Regions from separate parts of the Zea mays genome. Here region 2 is linked to region 1. Evidence: chromatin contacts called from public Hi-C data. All regions are on one chromosome and are shown on one strand. The core of a region is the stretch at or near the end of the contact, and the rest is flanking DNA. Distances in the headings are between cores, read along the strand shown. Region 1 holds the start of LOC100382040. Region 2 holds the start of LOC100272986 (putative glycosyl hydrolase family 10 protein).

Region 1 (7,246 bases), core at 1,551-4,050:
GATGAAAGTAAATGAATTGGCATATATGAAAAAATCGTATTTAATATTTTATTTCCTCTATAGATATAGGATTGCTTGAACAGCCAAACACCTAAACTCGTCAGAATTAGTTTATTATATATACTGATACTAATTATGCTACGCGATTTAGATATTTATGAAATTCGATATATTGCGTAAAAATATGTTTTCTACTACATGCGTACAAATTTATGATGCAGGAATGTGCGATGGAATAAAATGAATTGACATGCTTAAAAAAATCTTATTTAAATGTTTTATTTCCTCCATAAATATAGGATCAATCCAACAGTCATGCAACTAGACGTGGACGCTCCAGGTTTGAGCGTAAAACCTTAACTTTTAAGCATAAAACGTCCTCAGTTATAAGCGCAAAATATCAAGCCAATATAAGAGATTGATAGCTCTAGTGTGTTGTATTCACGATCCTCAGATCAAAAATTACGGGAATCGCATGCATGTTGTTTCTATTTTTATGGAGATCCAGAAATTATGCTTGGGAGTTTCTATTGTATGCGCGCAAATTTTGGATGATATTTTCGTTTTTATTGCACGCGTGCAATAAATTGGATGCCATGATTCACGTAGAGTATAAATTCTTATACAAAATCGTATAAATACTTACACCGTGTACCATAATTGATAAAAAATATATCATCGGTTCAACTAACAGCCCCGCAAGAATTCGGGACAATTTTATGGCAAACGTAGAAATCGTATTCATCATAGTAAAAATAATCACTTGAATGCATAAATAGTCTAAGTAGTAGACATAAAACATAATCATCGATGACATAAGCATTGATCGGATAGCTCGCTGGAAGACCATTCCGAGGCCGCCAGATGAAAAGGACGCCTCAGAGGCCATTAGATCGAAGATGGTCGTCGGAGGAGGACGCTCGAGATGTGCCGCATCGGAGGAGGTTGTTGTCTTTACTCTTTAGATGCCACCACGGACGGTCACCACAGCCATCACTACTCGCGCCTCGGAAGGTCGTCGCCACCGCCACCGCCACCGATCGCGCCTCGGAAGATCGCAGTCGACGCCCCCGCTCGCGCCTCGAGAGATCGCAATTGACTCCACCGCTCGCGCCTAGGACAGTCACAGCCCGGGAACGAGAAACCGTCCTGAAACCCTAATTCCTAGAGGTCTGGGGTGTTTTTATAGACGTCCGGAACTGGTCTGACTGAACCGAATGGCGCGTCTGGACTAGGCTTACTCTTTACTCCGAGTTTTTTCATCATATTTTTCCCTTGATTCTGTTTATATTTTGAAATTTTTAAATTTTGTAGAAAATTTTAAAATACTGGTTGGAAACCGAACCGGGAACGAGAAACTGTACCGAAAACTAGGTTTTTGTACCAGTTTTTGTAAACCCTGACCAAGTGACATCGAGGGAGGGCCCCGTCGGCCGGCCCCTGCCCGTTCCAACCAAAAAGTCACCGATTTTGCGCCACAATTGGGGCGCCTCGTGACCGGCAGGGAACAAAGAAACGGAGTCAATGAAGCGGTCACCACTTCGGTGGGCAGGGACCTCATCATTCAGTAACGCCTTTTCGATAGATGCCATAGCCACTGGGAAAAATGAGCGTGGCTAGAGCCCCAAAGCTCGCTTTACCGCCAAAGCACGCTCCCGTCTCCGCTCCCTGATCGGGTTTAGGACCGATGCCCACGTTAATGCAGCACATATGCCTAATCCACGTTTATCCTTCGTCGTTTGCGGCCAGCTCAGTTCAGGTCCGGAGGTCCCCGCTCGTGTTGTCGCAAAGGCAAAGCCACACATGGGTATCGCCATCGCCTGGGACCCTACGAGGCTACGATACGACCCCGAGGGAGCTTAGCAGCAGTATCATCACAAACGAGCAAAGTGACAGGTCCTCGCGACCTCCAGCATATATTCATGCAGCTAGCAGCTGTATCCTCTTGTGCCGATATAGAAACTGGCCCAGATGTTCGAGAACGATCAGATCAACACAGCTAACACGAGAGAGAACCCGCGCCCTGCGGTACTGCCACGTCGCACCGCTCATTTTTGAAGAGATGGCGACGCCCACCCACGGTCTCGCTAGCTGGTGCTGGTCGCGTCGCTCCCACTCTCCCCTGCTCACAATCACAACCGCAGACGTGGCTGATCCGCACGGAAAGCACACGGCGGCAGCTACCAGCGCCCCACGACCATTCCCAGACCTTTTCCCCACCCTGACGCCCATCTGACTGAAAACCCACGGCGGCCATTTATCGGGGACGTTGGTACTGGCAGCGGGGCGAAAGACTTTACTACCGCCGCTGTCGTTGTACGTACGAAAACCCAAGCCCACGTCGAACGGCCAGCGCGGCGCAAAAAGGCCAAAACTGCTGCTGCCCCAACACCCCCACTACCCCGCAATTAATAACTCCCCGCGCACTGCTGCCGCCTCCACCGCTCGTCCTCGGCATCGGCACACGGTGCCATCACTCTCCCACTCCCACTCACTCACACACTGTCTCGCTCGCTCGCTTGCTCACCCACCAATGGCGAGTCCTCCTCGCTACCCGTTCCCCGTCCTCCTCCTCGGCCTCGCGCTGGTGGCGTTGATGGCGCCGGCGCTACTGCGAGCAGATGGCGGCGCCGAGGAGGAGGAGGAGGCGCGGAAGACGTACATCTTCCGCGTGGACCACAGCGCCAAGCCGTCCGTGTTCCCCACCCACGCGCACTGGTACGCCTCCGCCGCGTTCGCCTCGGCGGCACCGGGGGCAACCCCGCTGCGGCCGCTCCACGTCTACGGCACCGTCTTCCACGGCTTCTCCGCGTCCGTGCCGGCGTCCCGCGCCGAGGAGCTGCGGCGCCACCCGGCCGTGCTCGCCGCGTTCGAGGACCGCGCCCGCCCGCTTCACACCACCCGGTCGCCGCAGTTCATGGGCCTCCGCGCGCGCCTCGGCCTCTGGTCCCTCGCGGACTACGGCTCCGACGTCATCGTCGGGGTGCTCGACACCGGCGTCTGGCCCGAGCGCCGCAGCCTGTCCGACAGGAACCTGCCGCCCGTCCCCGCGCGCTGGCGCGGCGGCTGCGACGCCGGCCCCGGCTTCCCGGCCTCGTCCTGCAACAGGAAGCTCGTCGGCGCGCGCTTCTTCTCGCAGGGCCACGCCGCGCGCTTCGGCGCCTCGGCCGCCGCGTCCAACGGCTCCGTCGAGTTCATGTCGCCCCGCGACGCGGACGGCCACGGCACGCACACGGCCACCACCGCCGCGGGCAGCGTCGCGTACGGCGCCAGCATGGAGGGCTACGCGCCCGGGGTCGCCAAGGGCGTCGCGCCCAAGGCCAGGGTGGCCGCGTACAAGGTCTGCTGGAAGGGCGCCGGCTGCATGGACTCCGACATCCTCGCGGGCTTCGACCGCGCCGTCGCTGACGGCGTCGACGTCATCTCCGTCTCGATCGGCGGCGGCAGCGGCGTCACGGCTCCGTTCTACCTCGACCCGATCGCGATCGGCGCGTACGGAGCCGTCTCCCGGGGGGTGTTCGTGGCCACCTCCGCTGGAAACGAAGGGCCGGCCTCCATGTCGGTGACCAACCTCGCCCCGTGGCTTGCCACCGTTGGCGCCGGCACCATCGACCGTAATTTCCCGGCTGAAATCGTGCTGGGCGACGGCCGACGCTTGTCCGGCGTGTCGCTGTACTCCGGCAAGCCTCTTACCAACTCATCGCTGCCTCTGTACTACCCCGGGAGGACTGGCGGGCTCTCCGCTTCGCTGTGCATGGAGAACTCCATCGACCCTTCACTGGTGAAAGGCAAGATCGTCGTCTGCGACCGCGGCAGCAGCCCGCGCGTGGCCAAGGGAATGGTCGTCAAGGAAGCTGGTGGCGCGGCGATGGTCCTTACTAACGGGGAGGCCAACGGCGAGGGACTGGTTGGAGACGCCCACGTCCTCCCTGCTTGCGCGGTGGGCGAGAAGGAGGGCGACGCGGTCAAAGCGTATGCCGCGAACGCCTCCAGCCCGATGGCGACAATCAGCTTCGGGGGCACGGTCGTCGGCGTCAAGCCGGCACCCGTGGTGGCCTCCTTCTCGGCGCGTGGACCCAACGGGCTCGTCCCGGAGATTCTCAAGCCGGACTTCATCGCACCGGGCGTCAACATCCTCGCCGCGTGGACGGGCGCCACGGGTCCGACCGGCCTGGAGGGCGATACCCGCCGCACGGAGTTCAACATCCTGTCCGGGACGTCCATGGCGTGCCCGCACGCCAGCGGCGCCGCCGCGCTGCTCCGGTCCGCGCACCCCGGGTGGTCGCCGGCGGCGATACGGTCCGCGCTGATGACTACGGCCATCGTGACGGACAACCGCGGCGGGCCCGTGGGCGACGAGGCAGAGCCCGGGCGCGGCGCGACGCCGTTCGACTACGGCGCCGGCCACATCACCCTGGGCAAGGCCCTGGACCCCGGCCTGGTCTACGACGCCGGGGAGGACGACTACGTCGCGTTCATGTGCAGCATCGGGTACGAGCCGAACGCGATCGAGGTGGTCACGCACAAGCCCGTGGCGTGCCCCGCGACGGCGAGCGGGGCCAAGGCCAGCGGCAGCCCCTCGGGCTCCGACCTCAACTACCCGTCCATCTCCGTGGTGCTCCGCGGCGGCAACCAGTCCAGGACGGTGACCCGCACGGTCACCAACGTCGGCGCCCAAGCTTCGGCAACGTACACTGCGCGCGTGCAGATGGCGTCTAGCGGCGGCGTGACCGTATCCGTGAAGCCGCAGCAGCTCGTCTTCTCCCCTGGCGCCAAGAAGCAGAGCTTCGCGGTGACGGTGACTGCGCCGTCTGCTCAGGACGCAGCGGCGCCGGTGTACGGGTTCCTCGTCTGGTCGGACGGTGGCGGGCACGACGTGCGGAGCCCCATTGTGGTGACGTGGCTGCAGCCCATGTGACTGTCAGGTGGGGACAACTCTACGGCCTCTGTGGAGCCTGCCCTGGCTGGGACTGCCGATAAAGATGGCAGCAGGAGTCAAGGCGCAGTGGCCAGTGGGCCAGTAACGGTAAAGTCGTGCGGTCGGGACTGCGCCATTAAAGGTGGGTCCTGCACGCTCGCTCTGCAGAATTGATTAACCGGGCGTGCTGTAACAGTATGGGCTTATCCGAGTATAGTGACTACTGGTAGTGACAGTGGTGTGTGAAAAACTGATAACTCTGGTGTTTCTACTTGCTTGACTGTGTATGGAGGCAACAGTACTTGCTTGCCACTGGCGGACAGGACACAGGAGCAACGGAAAGAAATGGAGCAACAGGACAAAGCTATGAAAAACGAGTACTGCTAGCTTTGGTATTTCTATGTGGATTATCTGAATAGTTTTATCGTCCACTTGCATTCTCTCCCGCATAGTCGAAGTTTTGTCTATTCATAGAGCATTTCTTTTTGTCCTTGCATTGCATCTGATACTGCAGGATTTTGCTGCGGTTGCCGGGTAGTAGTATTTTTTTATGGATGGCTACAGGATCTCGTGACCTGATAAAGTTCGTTGGATGTTCTTATACAAATGGGCGGGTCCGACTCGGTATTCGCCTATTCGGCACCCTTTGGGTCGTTTTCCACGAGGACTTCACCCAGCAACGCCAAAAACGAGGAAAGTAGCCTTGATTCTTCAATTGACGCTTCTCGAGCAGTGCGGGATCATCAGGCGTTCCGCCCACGGCCGTAGATGCTTTTACTTGAGCGACTAGCTTTATCTAATGTCACTACCATTATCTATCGTCACGTTAGGGCATGTACAGTAGAGAAACACTAAAACGGTTCTTTAAGTACAAGTGACAATTAAATACTTTATTATATAATAGAGTTTTATTCAATTACAAAAGATAATTAAGAAACTTTATTATATAATGGAAAGTCTATAAATGTAGTATATTAATAAATATATAATTAAATGTGTTTGGACAACATCGGATCGATAGAACAGACGACGAATTCGTACAGTGAGAAGTGATGTGTCTGTTGCTACATGCGTTACGAGCTAGAGGAGTCTCTTCGCGGAGAGATGGCTCCATATTTTTTTACAAATGCTCCTTTAAACATCTCAAGAACCTCTATATTAAACATCAATGTATATGCCCTTAGTTATCATCCGGTCTATATTTATTATCGCCGGTCTATATCTACTGCTATGATTAAGAGCATAGTTTTTCTAGTCACCCCCTCGTTAGGTTTTTTTTACAAACTCATATTTAAAATAAAACACGATGATTTATAAAAAAGTCCATCTAAGTATATAACAAAGCAAATACAATTATATAGTTAATAAAAACAAATACAAATTACATAGTTTATAAATAGTAAATTAAATTGACATAATTTATAAACATAAAAAATTACATAATGTGTAGGAATAAAAGTTATTGAGCATGCTGACAAGATGTGTCGTGCCATGAGTGGCGGGCTTAGTTTTTGAAAACTCCTGCTATTAACTTCATTTGTTTTGTGGGAGCCTCTCATGTGAGCACATATAAAACTATCTCTCTTCTTTGTCGAGTTGCATATGAGCCTTTTCGTCATGATCATCTACACGTTTGAAGTGTTGGGAGTATATGACTCTGAAACTGTCATGTGCTAATATGCATCTATGACACCTAATCAGATGTGTAGTCGATTAGGTTTTTGAAAAACATCATCGTGATTGCTCGTTGATTGTCTTCTTCTTTCTCTTGGTGGACGTTCTAGGGACTATGCTACGAACAATTGTCTATATCAACTATGGTCCTCTACTTCAAGCAAAACATGATGTATTCCTTTATAGGATATACTTTCTTTTTCGAATTTGTTAAGTTTGATACAATTCTGCTATGATCAATATGTTTTCACATATATGTATGCTATTGCTGCGAGTAGTAATATTTCATGCGTGCACATACATGTCATTTCAAATATGCTCTGGTATTTCTAGATTAAATTAAACATGAAAATGGTTAAATTATAACATTTAAAAAACATGGTATTAGACAATTATTTGTAGTGCTTTCGTTGTTGTGTTAAAGCCAACTAATTTTGATGGGACATTCTATAAGAGATAGTGTGGTAAGATGATCATGTGGTTGATAGATATGAACTGCTATCATGATGCACACAGAAACTCAAACAATTTATTCTTGACGAGAAATAAATGTTCGAGGTTGCAGATAATCTATTTTGAAGTACTATGATTAACACTGCTGAGAAATACGTGGATTGTTAAATAACATGCACTAATTATTGGATGTGCATGATG
Region 2 (7,246 bases), core at 1,622-4,121, 300 kb before region 1:
GACCACGTCCCCCGTGGGCAGGTTGCTGAGGTTCCAGTCCGTGAGGCACATCTGGTAGCACCCGCTGGGGTGCAGCGCCGTCCACAGCATGACTCCGCTGACGGCCGGGTGCGAGTATGCCTCCCGCAGCACCTGCTCCAGGTAGGCGGCCTGCGTCTGCGCGTCGAACTTGTTGCTGATGTCGATCTCGGTGAACCAGATGGGCAGCCCCAGGGTGGCGAGCTTGTCGAGTATGGCCCTCATGAGCGGGATGTTGGGCTTGGAGAAGTGTCCCTCCAGGCCGATCCCTTCCAGGATGGCGCCGGCGGAGCGGAGGTCCTTGAGCTTGGACACGTACGTGTCGACGGTGGAGAAGGGGTCGTCGCAGGTCTCGATGACGTTGTACTCGTTCATGAAGAGCGTGGCCAGCGGGTCGGCGTCCTGCGCCACGCTGAAGAACTCCGCGGACGCGTTGGGCCCCAGCCGCTGCTCGTAGAAGTTGTAGTGCAGCATCTCGTTGTTCACGTCCCAGTGCGCGAACTCGCCGCGGTAGCGGGTCATGAGGCTCTGGATGCGCGTGTTGACGGCGGCGCGGAGGTCGTCCGCCGTCAGGTTCTTCACCCACCGGGGCGTCGCGTCCTGGTTCTCCCAGAAGATGTTGTGGCCGCGCACCATCACGCGGTGCGACCGCACGAACGCCAGCATCTGGTCCGGCACGTCGAAGCGCAGCTGCCCCGACATGGGCTCCGTCGAGTACCACTTGAGCTCGTCCTCGAACACCGCCGCGTTGAACCGGTCCACGAACCACTGCTGGTACGCCTGGTTCCCAAGGATGGTGGACGCGATCGCCGAACCGATCGGGAAGTCCTTGGCCGTCTGCTGCACCGACACGGACGCGCCCACCACGCGGGCGCCCTGCGGGTCGGCCACGTGGATGGTCGCCACGCGCTTCCTCCTCTGCTCGATCGATCGGGTATACATATATAAACAAGAGATGAAGAAGATTAGTACTGTACTGTACTACTTTAGTCGCATCGTCGAACGCGTTCCTCTTCTCCGGCCTCGTTCGTTACCTTCCGGATGGTATCCTGCTGGTGCATCGCCCACTGGTCCGTGGTGAACGGCTGCAGCGACCCGCTCGCCACGGTGATCTTCATGGGCGTCTTGTCAGCATTCTGCAGGGCGCGCGCATGAACAATATATAATGAAAACCTCAATTTGCCAATTCAGCCAGCGCATGCATCCGATGCGTGCTTGCGCGCGTACCTGAAAGAAGATGACCGAGGTCTGCGTCGGCCAGTCCAGGACGAATCCGCCCTTGACGAAGGCCCAGCAGTCGCTCCTGGCAACGACCGTGGCGATGCACCTGGCGCCGGTGTTGTCCGGCGCCAGCCTCGCGGTGATCAGAGCCGAGTACGCGCCTTCCAGCTTCACCCAGCCTGATGCATGCGTGTGACAGGGATCGAGAATTATTGAAGCTCACATGCACGAGCGTAGTAGTACTAGTAGTCGGCCTCACATGTGTATGTACTACATGACTGCAAAAAGGGTAGGAGAGCTCACATGAGAAGGTGTACATGGTGGTCTTGTTGAGGTTGTACACCACGAACGCCGGGGAGAAGACGCCGGTCTCCGTCGTGCGGTATCCGTCCGGGTCTCCGCCGCTGCTGCCGAACTTGAGAATGCCTCCGTTGTACAGCGCCGGCTCCGGCTGGCCCCTGCACTGGACGCCACGCAAATAAACCTGGAGTTAGCGCACGCCGCGCTCTACTCTGTTGTTCATGTTCTGCGCCGCGCATAGTTTATTTTATTCTATCAAAGCTCAAGCGTATGATAGGTGTGGACGTGACAGCGACAGATGACACGCGCGCGACGCGAAGGCTCACTGTTGCTTGCGCTGCGTTAGTTGGTCACTTGGTCGGCCCAGAACCGCATGTTAGCCGCGCGCGTGCAGGGCTTGATAAATTAAAGAGGGACATGATGATCACGATGCTTGCAACCATTCCAGATGGAGCTTAGAATACTATCGAGAAGACGAGAAGTGTAGTAGTATAGTACTTGTCACTTGCTCGCTCCGTGTGATAATGTCTATTGGCTGCTAGCATCTCTGGTAGTGTGGTAGGTACTGTACTGGTGGGGGCGCTGAGGTGTCCCAGCGCACGCATGGGAACAAAACTGGAGTGGCCGGCCGGACGGACCGGAGAGAGTGAGGGAGGATCATGTGCATTGTGGATTTGTGGCCTTGTGGGGAAGAGGAAGCATTTGTTTTGTGGTCCCAACAATGGCGGCTTTGAGCTTCGCCATCTTCCCCGGCTCTCTCTGCTGCCGACCGCATTGGTTATTTAGTGGTCACCCGGGTGAAATGGTGTGTTTGATAAAGATGCAAGAACCATCAGAGATACACGCATATAGTTTGAACGGTTAATAATGAACGAAACGAACTTGCATTTGCTGCTGGGTGTTACTCATGCATGACGTGTGCAGATAAAAGCTTGGCGATTCTGGAAGAAAAAAGAATGCTTCATTCGGTGCATGGAGACTTACGTCGGTGTAGGCGGAGTAATCGTACCAGCCATCTGCATGTCACCAGGAAGCTCAAACGATGGATATGATAACTCGCAGGAAAAAAAACGAAGTACGAGAGAGAGGTAGAAAGGGGGAGTGCGACTGTGCGAGCCACTGACCTGGAGGCACCGCCGCGGCGAGCTCGCTTCCGCAATGCAGCATCCACAGGACGAGAAACCCCAGGCCACGCAGAGCGAAGCGATGCATCTTCATCGCCGCAGCGCAGCTAGCTAGACGAGAGAGCGCTCAGCCGGGCTTCTTCCTCTGTTCAAGTTCCTCACTGCAGTGTCGGCTGTGCGTGCACAAGGGTATGGAGGAGAATCGAGCAGTTAGCAATGAGGATGGAGAGTGCTACACCTACACGCGGGTCGTGATCAGAGCAAGGGGAGCTGTGCATCGCTATATATAGCCGGTGGTCACATGGCAGTTGGCACCACCCGTTTCCGCACTTGATCAGAGAGCGCCGGCCTTCTCGCACTTGGCAAGCTACCACTGGCCCTGGCCGGCGGAGTCACGGGCCGGCCGCTGTGGGTGCTGCCCACCACGTATATTCACGTACACCTGGTCCTCGGGAGTCTGCTGCTGCCGCCGCAAGTAATAACCCGCTGTTCGCTTATGGCTAGTTTGGAGGGACTAAAATCCCCTACTTACTCAATTTTGAATAAATTATGGATTTTAGCTCCTTCAATTCCTTTCGGTATTTGGACTCCTAAATTAGCCAGCGTAGCGGGCTGGTCACTGGTGGCCGTCTTCTGCTGGTGCTCCTGCACCGGGCCTAGCCAACAGTACTAGCGCCTGTTCCCCCGGCCGGTTCACTTCACATGCGAGCGGCAGAGCGGTAGGCAGTAGGCACGGGGTGGTGAAGAAGGTAAGATCATATCAGGGTCCTGTGAGTACCCGTCGCCTTATTCCGTGGTCTCGTGTGGGTCCGCCGCCCCGCGTCACGCCATGGGAACTGTACCGCGGACCTCGAAGTTTCTTCTGTTGTTTTCTCCCTGGCATTGAACCGGCGGGCGCAGATGGGTCGGCGGTGTACGTGGTAAAGCCCAAGGGGTGGTAGTCACGTACGATATCCTGTCACCAATTCACGTGTCGCTGGGGGCGCCGTGTCCCGTAGAGAGCTAGTGTGAATGTAGTGATGCTCGGCATGCCGGCAAGTGCTTGAGGCCGTTGTTCTGCATGGCTTGCTTGAGGCCGTTCACCAACGAGGATAATCACACATTCCGCGAATGAAGCGGTGCAAAAGTCGGTCGATCAGTGGCTGGCGATGTCACGAGTTCCCTTTTCGATCCTCTCGCTTGCCCCGTACTCGTGCGGCTAGTAAATAGTTGTGCATGAACACCCGGTGTTCATATTTTAGTAGTACATAGGTTAGCGGCAGTAGTGTGTAGTAGCTGGGTGCTACACGGCCTACCGCATTGTGAAAACATAACGTAGGTTACGTGCATCGCTTGGTACGTTTTACTAATTTGCCAAAAGCAGCCCACTTGTATAAAACTGAATACAGCATTGTATTGTACTTAATTCGGCTACAACCTACCGCTGCCTTTCGCGTATCGATAAATCTTCTTATTATTATTATCTTCGTCGGCTTTCTTCACCAAACAAACGAAAAGGGGGGGAGAGTTTAAGCCCATCTTTTCCACAGGGGAATCATCGGTCCAAAGGCACCGCACGCCGCAGCGGTTGGAATTATTGTCTGCCTTTCGGAAGTGGGTTTCCAAAGCCGCGCGCTTGCCGGCCAGAAAAAGGGATCCCCTTTGCGAACACGGGCCATGCAATGCATGCGGCCATGCGGTTGCTAGAACATCCGGTGCTTTGCCTTGCCCCCAAAATACACACGGACAGTGGGGGGCACTCGCGGAGTATCTTTATTTTTGTTCCGTAGAGCCGACTAGCCGTGTACACGCGGCTACAGGCTGCACAAAATACGCGGAGTGGGGCGCTCGCACGCGCGCTAATCCTACCACGTTCGTTCACAAAAGTATTCAATTGTAGGCGCCACCACCACAGGGTCTCGGAGGAGAAAGAGCGCATGCGCATCGATGCTAGGGTGAAAATGGACAGATATGGACGGATAGTATCCTGTATCATATCCTAATGTATTTAAAACGGGTTTGAGATCGGATATGCATAGTTAGAAACAGGACGAGTATGGATATATGGATCGGATATTTATCTGAGCGGAAAAGTGACGGATACGAATATTATTTGATCGGATATCAGATACTTGTCGGATAATGCATTAATTGGTTATCATAAAATATTATTGTTCGACTATGAAATTACAAGTAAATTATCAAGACTAATAAACATTTTATAGAATATAATCTCAAATTCCCACGTAAAATGGTAAAGTGAAGTATTAATTATGTTAAAACTTAGATACTTAGAAAATCATTAAAATACAATTAAATTCATAAAAATATTGTAGTGTCGATCGAAAATTGCAACTAAGTTACCAATATTAATAAATAGTTTATAAAAAGATAATCTTAAGTTCTCACATGGAGATAACCTTAAGTCCCATATGAAAATGCCAAAAGTCTATTATTTTAATATAAATTTAGACATTATTTCAATTATTTTGGTCTAAAAATATGTTTAAACAAAAATGTGATGTACTACAAAGTTATAGATCTCTTCTAGCTCTATAATCTTCATATAAACTTTATCTTTATCCGGTTTCATATGTAAAAGTTATAATTCTATAACTATATTATGATGCAGAACAAAATCGAGTACCCGTATCTAACCCCGAATATCTGGGTAGTAACCGCTCTGTATCCGACTCAAATTCGAAGCTACACTATTCGGATATTATCTGTATTCGTCCTGAATATAAAAATAGCTAAATCCGTATAAAAATATAAGTATTTACACTATCCGTATCCGGTAGTTGGGCGGGTTCACCCCTAATCGATGCAGGGCGGGCTGCTGCTGCACAGCGACCTTTCGACGCCGCCGCCGCGCGCCACGCGATGGCTGGTTGGCTGGCTCACGTTTTGGCGGTAGACGAGCCCGCTGGCCGCTTGCGCTTGGCTTGGTTTGGCGCGGCCCGCCGGCCTCGGTAGGCTAGGGGTACGCCTCGGCGGATTCACGGGCGTGCGCGAGCCAGAGCCCGGCCAGGCGGCCACGGGGTATGTTTGACTAGCGGTGCCGCGCGCCTGCCACCCGAGAAAAGACGACGCCGGATGGGGCTGGGATTCGGCGGCACGGTCACGGATCGAGCGGACATCTGCTGCAGGATTCGCAGCTGCGGGCGCTGGACAAGTACAGCTCGGCTACCGTGCCCGTGCCCGTGCCATTGTTCTTGGGTCATGTGACTCGGGCAACTCGTGGCCAGGATTTGATCGGCGCGGTCGACGCCAATTTGATCGGTCCGTTCTGTCCCCGAACGTACTCCACCGGTTCTGTGCCTGCCCCTGCCATCGGATGACCCGTGCCGTGCCAAGTATTTGGCTGGTAAAGGGAGCCTACGCGTGCGCACTTTTTTCGCGCGCATCTCTCCATCACAAAGGCGCGGCTGGCTGGCGCTATTCTGGTCCAGGCGTCCGGCCAAGCCTCGGGACTCTGCCGGCCTCACGAGTCCATTCTACTCCGGGAAACGGCGGTACGAGATGACCGCGACACGTAACGTGCATTATCTTTGTCTCAGTGTCACCGTGTCAGCATCAAGAATTTAGCTTTCCTGGTTTCTGAACCATTCAGATGAAGATGGAGCGTGACAAGTTTTTTTTTTTCTCTCGAAAGCATAGCAGTCCAACTATGCAATGCAACCCTACATCGGATAAGTTCAACAATTTGTAATGCGACAAGTCTTTTACCTGAACCGCTCAAGTTCTTCGTTCCAAACTACGTGGTAACAAACACAGTTACCACTCATCATTTACTACTGACCACAACCGGTGACAAGTCGTCAACTGGCCAAATATACAGGCCGCAGCAGTAGTATTAGCACAAACATATATATACAGTCATATACATACACGAACCAACATCATCACAGCACAACCGCCACAACTGTACAAATCTAATTTTATGACGAACGCATCGATAATGCTCCCAGCAATGGGCTGGAACCACTGATGCAAGAAATGTTTTATCAGTGTTGCCTTCATTCAGTTGGGATATCAGAGCTCTGGCCTGAAAATTTTACGGGGATGTCAGAATCGAATGAAGTCAAAAATTGAAGCAACCCACCTGCTGCAAAGCTAAGCGGGCTTTCAAATGCCCACCTGCATCACAACTATTTATCATGTTCATGTCTTATAGAAAGAAAAAAATCCTTTGTCGTGTAATACCTGTAGGTTTTATATGTTTTTAAATACCCTGTATGTTAGTATGTATGTCGACAAAACAAAAAAATCCAATATGTATAGTTATCACATAATCTCACTGCTGAGTTGTCTTATCCCCAACAGGAATTCCAAAATGTTTATGTAGGCTTTGGAACATCCCTTGAGATAGACTACATTTTTTTCTGAGTTTGGGTTCCATCATTGTCCTTTATAATTCTCCTAGTGGACCAAGCTTTGGCAAAAGTATTCATGCGACAAACATATCTAGCACCTCTCCATGGTATGTGGAACACGGGCAGACGTATCTCTAGTTACATTTGTTGTTTTTAAACCAAAATATATTAAATGAATATTATATCTAATAGACCTGCTCACGGCGTGATCGAATCCTGGATTCGCCC

The links. Hi-C and Micro-C count contacts between places; a contact is called where the count stands out from the background.
Region 2: a Hi-C map of leaf shows a contact between it and region 1, with 7 times the contacts expected there. The contact joins the promoter of LOC100272986 here to the promoter of LOC100382040 in region 1. A contact is called at or near these places in 2 of 25 Hi-C or Micro-C datasets (ear and leaf).

Annotation. Positions count from the first base shown.
Region 1 is chr1:32,805,809-32,813,054 of Zm-B73-REFERENCE-NAM-5.0, reverse strand. It overlaps LOC100382040, which reads left to right and starts at 2,800. Exons shown (of 1, transcript NM_001174805.2): 1 at 2,800-5,163. The coding sequence starts at 2,918. The coding sequence ends at 4,918.
Region 2 is chr1:33,108,578-33,115,823 of Zm-B73-REFERENCE-NAM-5.0, reverse strand. It overlaps LOC100272986 (putative glycosyl hydrolase family 10 protein), which reads right to left and starts at 2,871. Exons shown (of 6, transcript NM_001147437.1): 1 at 2,664-2,871; 2 at 2,524-2,555; 3 at 1,543-1,702; 4 at 1,246-1,418; 5 at 1,053-1,154; 6 at 1-936. The coding sequence starts at 2,757. It overlaps LOC100274428, which reads right to left. Exons shown (of 5, transcript NM_001148787.3): 5 at 6,271-6,690. The coding sequence ends at 6,662.